Linked DNA regions of Mus musculus: region 2 is linked to region 1. The links are chromatin contacts, called in public Hi-C maps. All regions are on one chromosome and are shown on one strand. The core of a region is the stretch at or near the end of the contact, and the rest is flanking DNA. Distances in the headings are between cores, read along the strand shown. Region 1 overlaps Kcnma1 (potassium large conductance calcium-activated channel, subfamily M, alpha member 1). Region 2 overlaps Kcnma1 (potassium large conductance calcium-activated channel, subfamily M, alpha member 1).

Region 1 (3,052 bases), core at 243-2,742:
TTTCTGCTGTGCTTGGCAATTCTGAACTTAATTATATAGTAGGCAATGTTACCTACTGCCATTTCATGTCTGTTTATCTTGTTTCCAAAATAAGATTGAACCTTAGTCTCAAACAGGAACTATGTTGTGTCCTATTTTAACCTGTTGTTCTTGTTTTCTAGAATGTACACACACACACACACACACACACACACACACACACACACACACACACAAAGGATACAAAGTCATATTTTTAAGTAGATAGCCTCAATTTCGTTGTTGTTTTCCTCTATGACTGGCCACTAGCTCATTTTTCTATTTCATACTAGAGTGTTCTGTTTTCTAGTGAAATTTGTTGAAGGTGTTAAGGTCTACTGTTGGACCTAGAATGGATAAGTTCCATTCATTGGAGGCCCCAGTCACGCTCCTCATTCTGTCAGAGAGAGAATATGGGTAAAATCTGTTTAAAAACATGGCACAGCTAACAAAGAGGGAGGCTGTTTCTGTGATACTCACAAGCCAGTGCTAAGCACATAATACCTGCTCAATAAAAATTGGTTAGGCAGGGCTGTAACTGTGACTCGGGAGGGAAGCACTTGTCCAGCATAGACAAGGCCCAGGGTTTCAACTCTATCACTAAGATAATAAAAGGCACATCAGGCAACTGGTCAGTGAGTAAGCTTCTCCTATTCCATTCCTCTAACCACAGGAGATGACTTTCTACACAAACATCTACATGCACAAAGGTGGCATGGCTGACCGCGCATGGGGGTAGAGTTTCTAAAAGAACAGACAGATAAACGTGTTGTTCGTAGCTCAAAATAAAATCCTCCTCTCATTTCAGGGTGCACTTATTTTAGTGGTTGGGGTGAGGATTTTTGTGAAGGGATGAGCCCATGTGTGAGAATGGGAATTAAAACAAGCAGAGCTTTGCCGTCTGCAGACATAGATGCCGTCCCATCCTGCTGCCTTTTGTGGGGTCCCATCCTGCTCTATATGATTCTTTGGTACTTTAAAGTATGGAGGAAAAGTTAGAGAAAGAGGCTGGGATAGCTATTGCCCTGCTAGCAAAGTTTTCACTATGTTCTTAGTATGTAGCTTCCACACTAGAGCCCAGTTGTAACCCTATGAGGGAGCCGCCCTTGCTACCATCCTTTTACAGGGGATAATACTAAGAAAGCAGGACTGGAGGCAAGTAAGTGTGATCTTGCATCAAGAGACCCGTGGGCCAGTGGCTGAGGAAGAGCTAATTGAACTGGGACAGAACAGAGAGCTGGATTCTGATCTACTTCTCTCTGCTGAGTGTGATCACATGGAAGCCCTTGGTCCTCTGCAAGATCTACAAGCTGACGAAGTGCCCCGAAACTTGGGAGACACCATGCCACTTCTGTATGCTTCTCTGGTCCTCGTGGCATTTCTAGAAACTGGAGGTGGCAAAGGAGGAGTGCGAGAGAAGAGATATAGGAGTGTGCGCTCTTAAATAAGAGCTCTCCCCCTCCCTTCCGGCCCGAGGCAAAGCGTTGTGGGATGAGTAAGTGGGGATGGAGGAATGCCAACATCAAGCAGCAGAGTGGGTGCTGCCTTTCCCAAATCGGTCCTCAAAGCTCCCAATCTTGCAAGGTTAAGGTCAGAAGCTCAAGGTCAGCAAAAGAGTGCAGTGACATCATGTCAGACTGGGGAAAATTGTCCAAACAGGCTGTGTGAACTTGGACAAGAGAGTCAACCTCTCTGAGCTTCAGGTGCCTGGTCTGGAAACATGAAGTAATTAACAATTCCTACCTCATAGGTTTGATCTGAAGATTGAGAGGATTTAGGTAACAGATTGAATGGTAGGACCATTGCTGCAGCATTTGAATACTCACCATTGTTATGTTGGCTGTATTACTGAGTGTCTTAAACGGACATATATAAGTGATATATATGCTTTATTATATAATATGCAATCCTGTGCTAAGAATAAGAATGGCAACATGGTCTGGGTGGTGCATTGTAAGAGATACAGATCAGGCCCCTGGTAACCACTCTGGTTTTCAATCACCATGATGCCAGCAGTACCATGCCCCCACCCTCAAAACTTTGTGCAGTACTTCAGTAGTCTTATTTCTTGTATCTATCTTATCCCAAATCCCAGTCAGTGTGAAGGCAGTATACCTCCACTTTCCAGGATAAGGGAAAGGCTGTTCACACCTAATGGTCCTTTTCATCTTTGTAGGACTGTTTCCTGAGAACGTTCATTAGTTTCTGTGGTGGCTCATGAGTACAATGCTTGTTTCCCAGGGTGATAACCTATGTATTAAATCAGACAGAGGGACCTCCTAGTTTTTGACTAAAATGACTCTTCCGTAATAGGCAGGAAGGTTTGGGACTCCACCCAAGGGCAGTTACTAAGAAGCAAAAGCATCGTATTAAATGTTTTCTCCTGCAAGAGTGGACAGGTTCTTTTGATTGTTTTGGTTGGGTTGTTGTTGTTACTATTATTGTTGTTATTGTTAATGTTATTAATTTTATAATCCAGCATGCCATTGCTCTGTTTTCAGTTTCAACACTGATGCTTCCCATGAGGCTGCATCATTTATTGATTTCTAAAGTCCCTCGGTTCCTGCCCTTCTCAGAATTATAAGGCGGCAGTCTGTCAATGTCCTTCACAGACTGAGTGGAGAACAAGACCCAGTCACAAAGGTCACAAAGCCAATCGTCAGCTCAGCTGAGAAGGCTGGGATGCGCCAGCCCATGGACCTACTCAGGACGGAGATTTGCATGTGGCTCTCATGATCTGGACATACTGACCATTCTCAGCAAGCACATCTCAGAGCCAAGAAGCAAAACTTTCCCCTCAGCAATAAGTAAGTATGGTTTGAATGAGAAATCTGGGGCTAGGTGGCATCTAACTGAGGATATGCACACACGAGGGTACAATTACACAAGGCATCCAAGAGTGTGTAGGTGATCACTATATGTTATATATTAGAGATGCTTATGTTCTAAATATGTGACAGTTGTTTTCAAACCCAGGGCTTTGCAGGATGCAAGTACATCTTCCCACAACATTTTTAGAACATTATCTAACAAT
Region 2 (3,052 bases), core at 382-2,881, 170 kb after region 1:
GAATATGTGAGCTACTTTAAAAATTAACGTTCCCCTGAGATGTAGTAATTTAAATTAAGGGAAAGGCTGGTCTTTCTTAAAAGTCTTGTTTCCTTTATTCAAATTGATGTTTTGTAGATTCCAGAGACTGTCACTCTTATGACGACTGCTCTCAGTTGCACTGATGAGTACAGAGTCCCTTCCTGGCCTAAAAGAACCAGAGAAGGATGACTCACAGTATGATCTGGAGAAATGCAAAGAGAACACTGGGAGAATGCAAATGTCAGCTTCTAAAAGAAAAAAGAGGCTCTAAAGCAAAAGAAAACAAGGTGAGGCAGGCTGGAAATCCCAGGGACACCAGTGACAGAGGCATGGAAGAATCAGAAGGAGCTAGGAGAAATCTCAGCCCCTGACAGCTTTGCCTACACAAAACATATAATCCCCTTTCCCTCATTGGCTTACAGATCTGGCTCCAGCATCATTTCCTGGCTACAGTCTGTCCAGAGCATGCCAAACAGGACTACTCTCAACCCAGCCTTCTTCAAAGCAAGTCCATGAACACTCTCGGGCTTGTCGGCTGGGATTCATAGAGAATTGGTAATAAATGGTCAAAATAAGATGACATCCAAAAGAAGGAACATAATGCATCATATAAATTATTTCAAAGATTTCCCTACTGGATTAAAGGACTTTATCTCTGGTTCTCCTTTATCTTCTGACCCTGACACATATATTCTTATCTTCATTGCTCCAAGTTTTGCCTTTGAAGTAACCTCAGGCCATCCATCTTATGTAATAGCGGGAGTCTTTAATACTCAATGCCATCCATGTATTCTGTGTATGTACATACTATTTACCCAAGTTCTGGTTCTCGGAGATGGCAAGGGTCAAATGAGGCATTTTCTTTTTTCTGTTTTTATTTATTTATTTATTTATTTATTTATTTATTTATTTATTGTTGTTTTTTTTGAGACAGGGTTTCTCTGTGTGGCCCTGGATGTGCTGAAACTCACTTTGTAGACCAGGCTGGCCTCGAACTCAGAAATCTGCTTGCCTCTACCTCCTAAGGCTGGGATTAAAGGTGTGTGCCACCACTGCCTGGCTGCACTTTCGAGAATAGACAAAAGGAGACTTGTTCACACCCATGAGGAGGTTTTGTCCTGCCTGCCAGGTCTTCCCCACTGTGCTTGGGATCAGTGTTCTAGCCTTCTCCTAGCCCACAGAGGTATGGGTACATGTCACCCAAAAGGTATCATAGCCTGTAATCCCATTGCTTGCCTCACCTTTGCTTCTCAAAGCTTGGTATTCTTTTAGTTCAAGTCTTCAGAACACCTCAGCACAGAAAGGTTGCTTCTGCAAGAGCTGGTAAGAAAGGTTGTGCCTGGGGAGGAGGCAGTGGGAATAGTTATACTGAGCCATCCTGGCAATGACAGCACAGCCGCTGCTTTCTGTGTTCAAACCAGTGCTGGTTCTTTGAATGTGGCATCTGTCAAGGCTCAGTAAGGATGACAGATGTCTCTCTGCTCCAGGAACAAACAACACAGCCCTGTGGGGGTGACAGAAACAAGTGCAGCCAAGCCAGAGTGGAGAGGTGCCGATCTCCGGAAATAATCGGAAGAACAGCGTAGGAGTCCAAGTCTACCAGACACCTGCTCCCCTGAAGAAAGCATGCTCTCATTATGAAACCTTAGAATTAGAAGGTGACTCCAGGAATGAGTGCGTGTGTATCTGGGTGGCCTCATTCAACAGTGAATGAGCTATTCATTCAAGAGATGCTTGAGGTATGTCTAGAAATGAGAGCCCCATCCCCACTTCACATAACTGTTCAGTTGGCCTACAATTAATCCCCCTTCCATGAGGGATATCAGCCTGAGATGAAGGTGAGCCAGTTTAGGAAGTGTCATCATCCTGAGTCATCTCTAATCCCGTGTGTCCTGATTAGATCATACATATACATGGAGCTCCTATCTACAGAGTGCCTCACAGGTACCTTGTAGGTGCTTGGTGGACAGCTGATGAATGAACAGAACAATTGCAAGGCAACTAAAGGGGCTGAGAGGCAAAGACATAAAAAAAGAGACACAACGACTTAGAGTGAAATGACAAGAATAATTAGATATCAACTACAAGGACGGTAATAATCTGATGAAAGTACACAAGAGAACCGTTTCATTATGTATCCTGAATTATGCCCCTGATGTTTGCACTATTTTTTGGAACTGACTCAACATAGAAAAAAGAGGCGGCTACCCCAGGCTTAGAGAAAAGCCTGTTGTTGTCTTGGAGAAGAAAGATGAACCAGTAGATAGGATGCAATGGGATAAATGATCTGGGAAAAAAGCCTGTGCTAAAATGGTAGCAGCTTTGGAGAAGTAATGATGACCAGAGGACCTTGCAGAAAGAAGGAGCCTGGGGGATTCTGGGAGCCATTATTTACAGGTAGTACTCAGTACTGTTCCTCCTTTGGGCCCAGATGCAAAGGTTAGCAGTGTGGTTTCCCAACCTCTTCCGCTACAGCCAAGCTAGCGAAGTCACTTTTGCTTTGGCCCATGAACTCTCCAAGAAGCAGAGACAGCCACATTTAGCAGAGTCTTATGTTGCCTTGAGTGTAGGGAGGGACACTTGGAGCAGCTAGGAATTCAAGCATCTTTCACCCAATCCAAAAAGTTTTCAATCATCCTCACATGAGGCTCAGTTCCCCCATGTGTGATGATTTGCATGTGCTTGACCCAAGGAGTGGCACTATTAGAAGGTGTGGACTTGTTGGAGTAGGTGTGTCACTGTGGGTGTGGGCTTTAGGAACCTCATCCTAGCTGCCTGGAAGTCAGTGTTCTGCTAGCAGCCTTCATATGAAGATGTAGAACTCTCAGCTCCTCCTGCATCATGCCTGCCTGGACGCACCATACTCCCACAGTGATGATAATGGATAAGCCAGCCCCAATTAAATGTTATCTTTATAAGCGTTGCTTTGGCTATGGTGTCTGTTCACAGCAGTAGAACCCTAACTAAGGCACAATGTGTATTTCATGTATGGCCAGAGGAAAACACAGTAAGAAATTGAGTACCACCATTT

The links. A called contact is a pair of places that touch in the nucleus more often than the background predicts.
Region 2: a contact with region 1 is called in a Hi-C map of cerebral cortex, with 1.9 times the contacts expected there. The contact joins two enhancer-like sites. A contact is called at or near these places in 3 of 484 Hi-C or Micro-C datasets (cerebral cortex and cortical neurons) and 1 of 9 other capture datasets (embryonic stem cells).

Annotation. Positions count from the first base shown.
Region 1 is chr14:23,586,184-23,589,235 of GRCm38.p6, forward strand. The region is part of intron 5 of Kcnma1 (potassium large conductance calcium-activated channel, subfamily M, alpha member 1); the gene reads right to left. Among named protein-coding and RNA genes, the nearest start is that of Gm51422, 62 kb to the right of the region's middle. Within about 2 kb of position 1,493, at least 11 of the 459 cell types and tissues checked have an H3K27ac peak or open chromatin away from gene starts, as enhancers often do. A contact at or near this core is called in cerebral cortex, where this site is marked.
Region 2 is chr14:23,758,335-23,761,386 of GRCm38.p6, forward strand. All of the region lies in intron 2 of Kcnma1 (potassium large conductance calcium-activated channel, subfamily M, alpha member 1), which reads right to left. Among named protein-coding and RNA genes, the nearest start is that of Gm51422, 110 kb to the left of the region's middle. Within about 2 kb of position 1,632, at least 20 of the 459 cell types and tissues checked have an H3K27ac peak or open chromatin away from gene starts, as enhancers often do. A contact at or near this core is called in cerebral cortex, where this site is marked.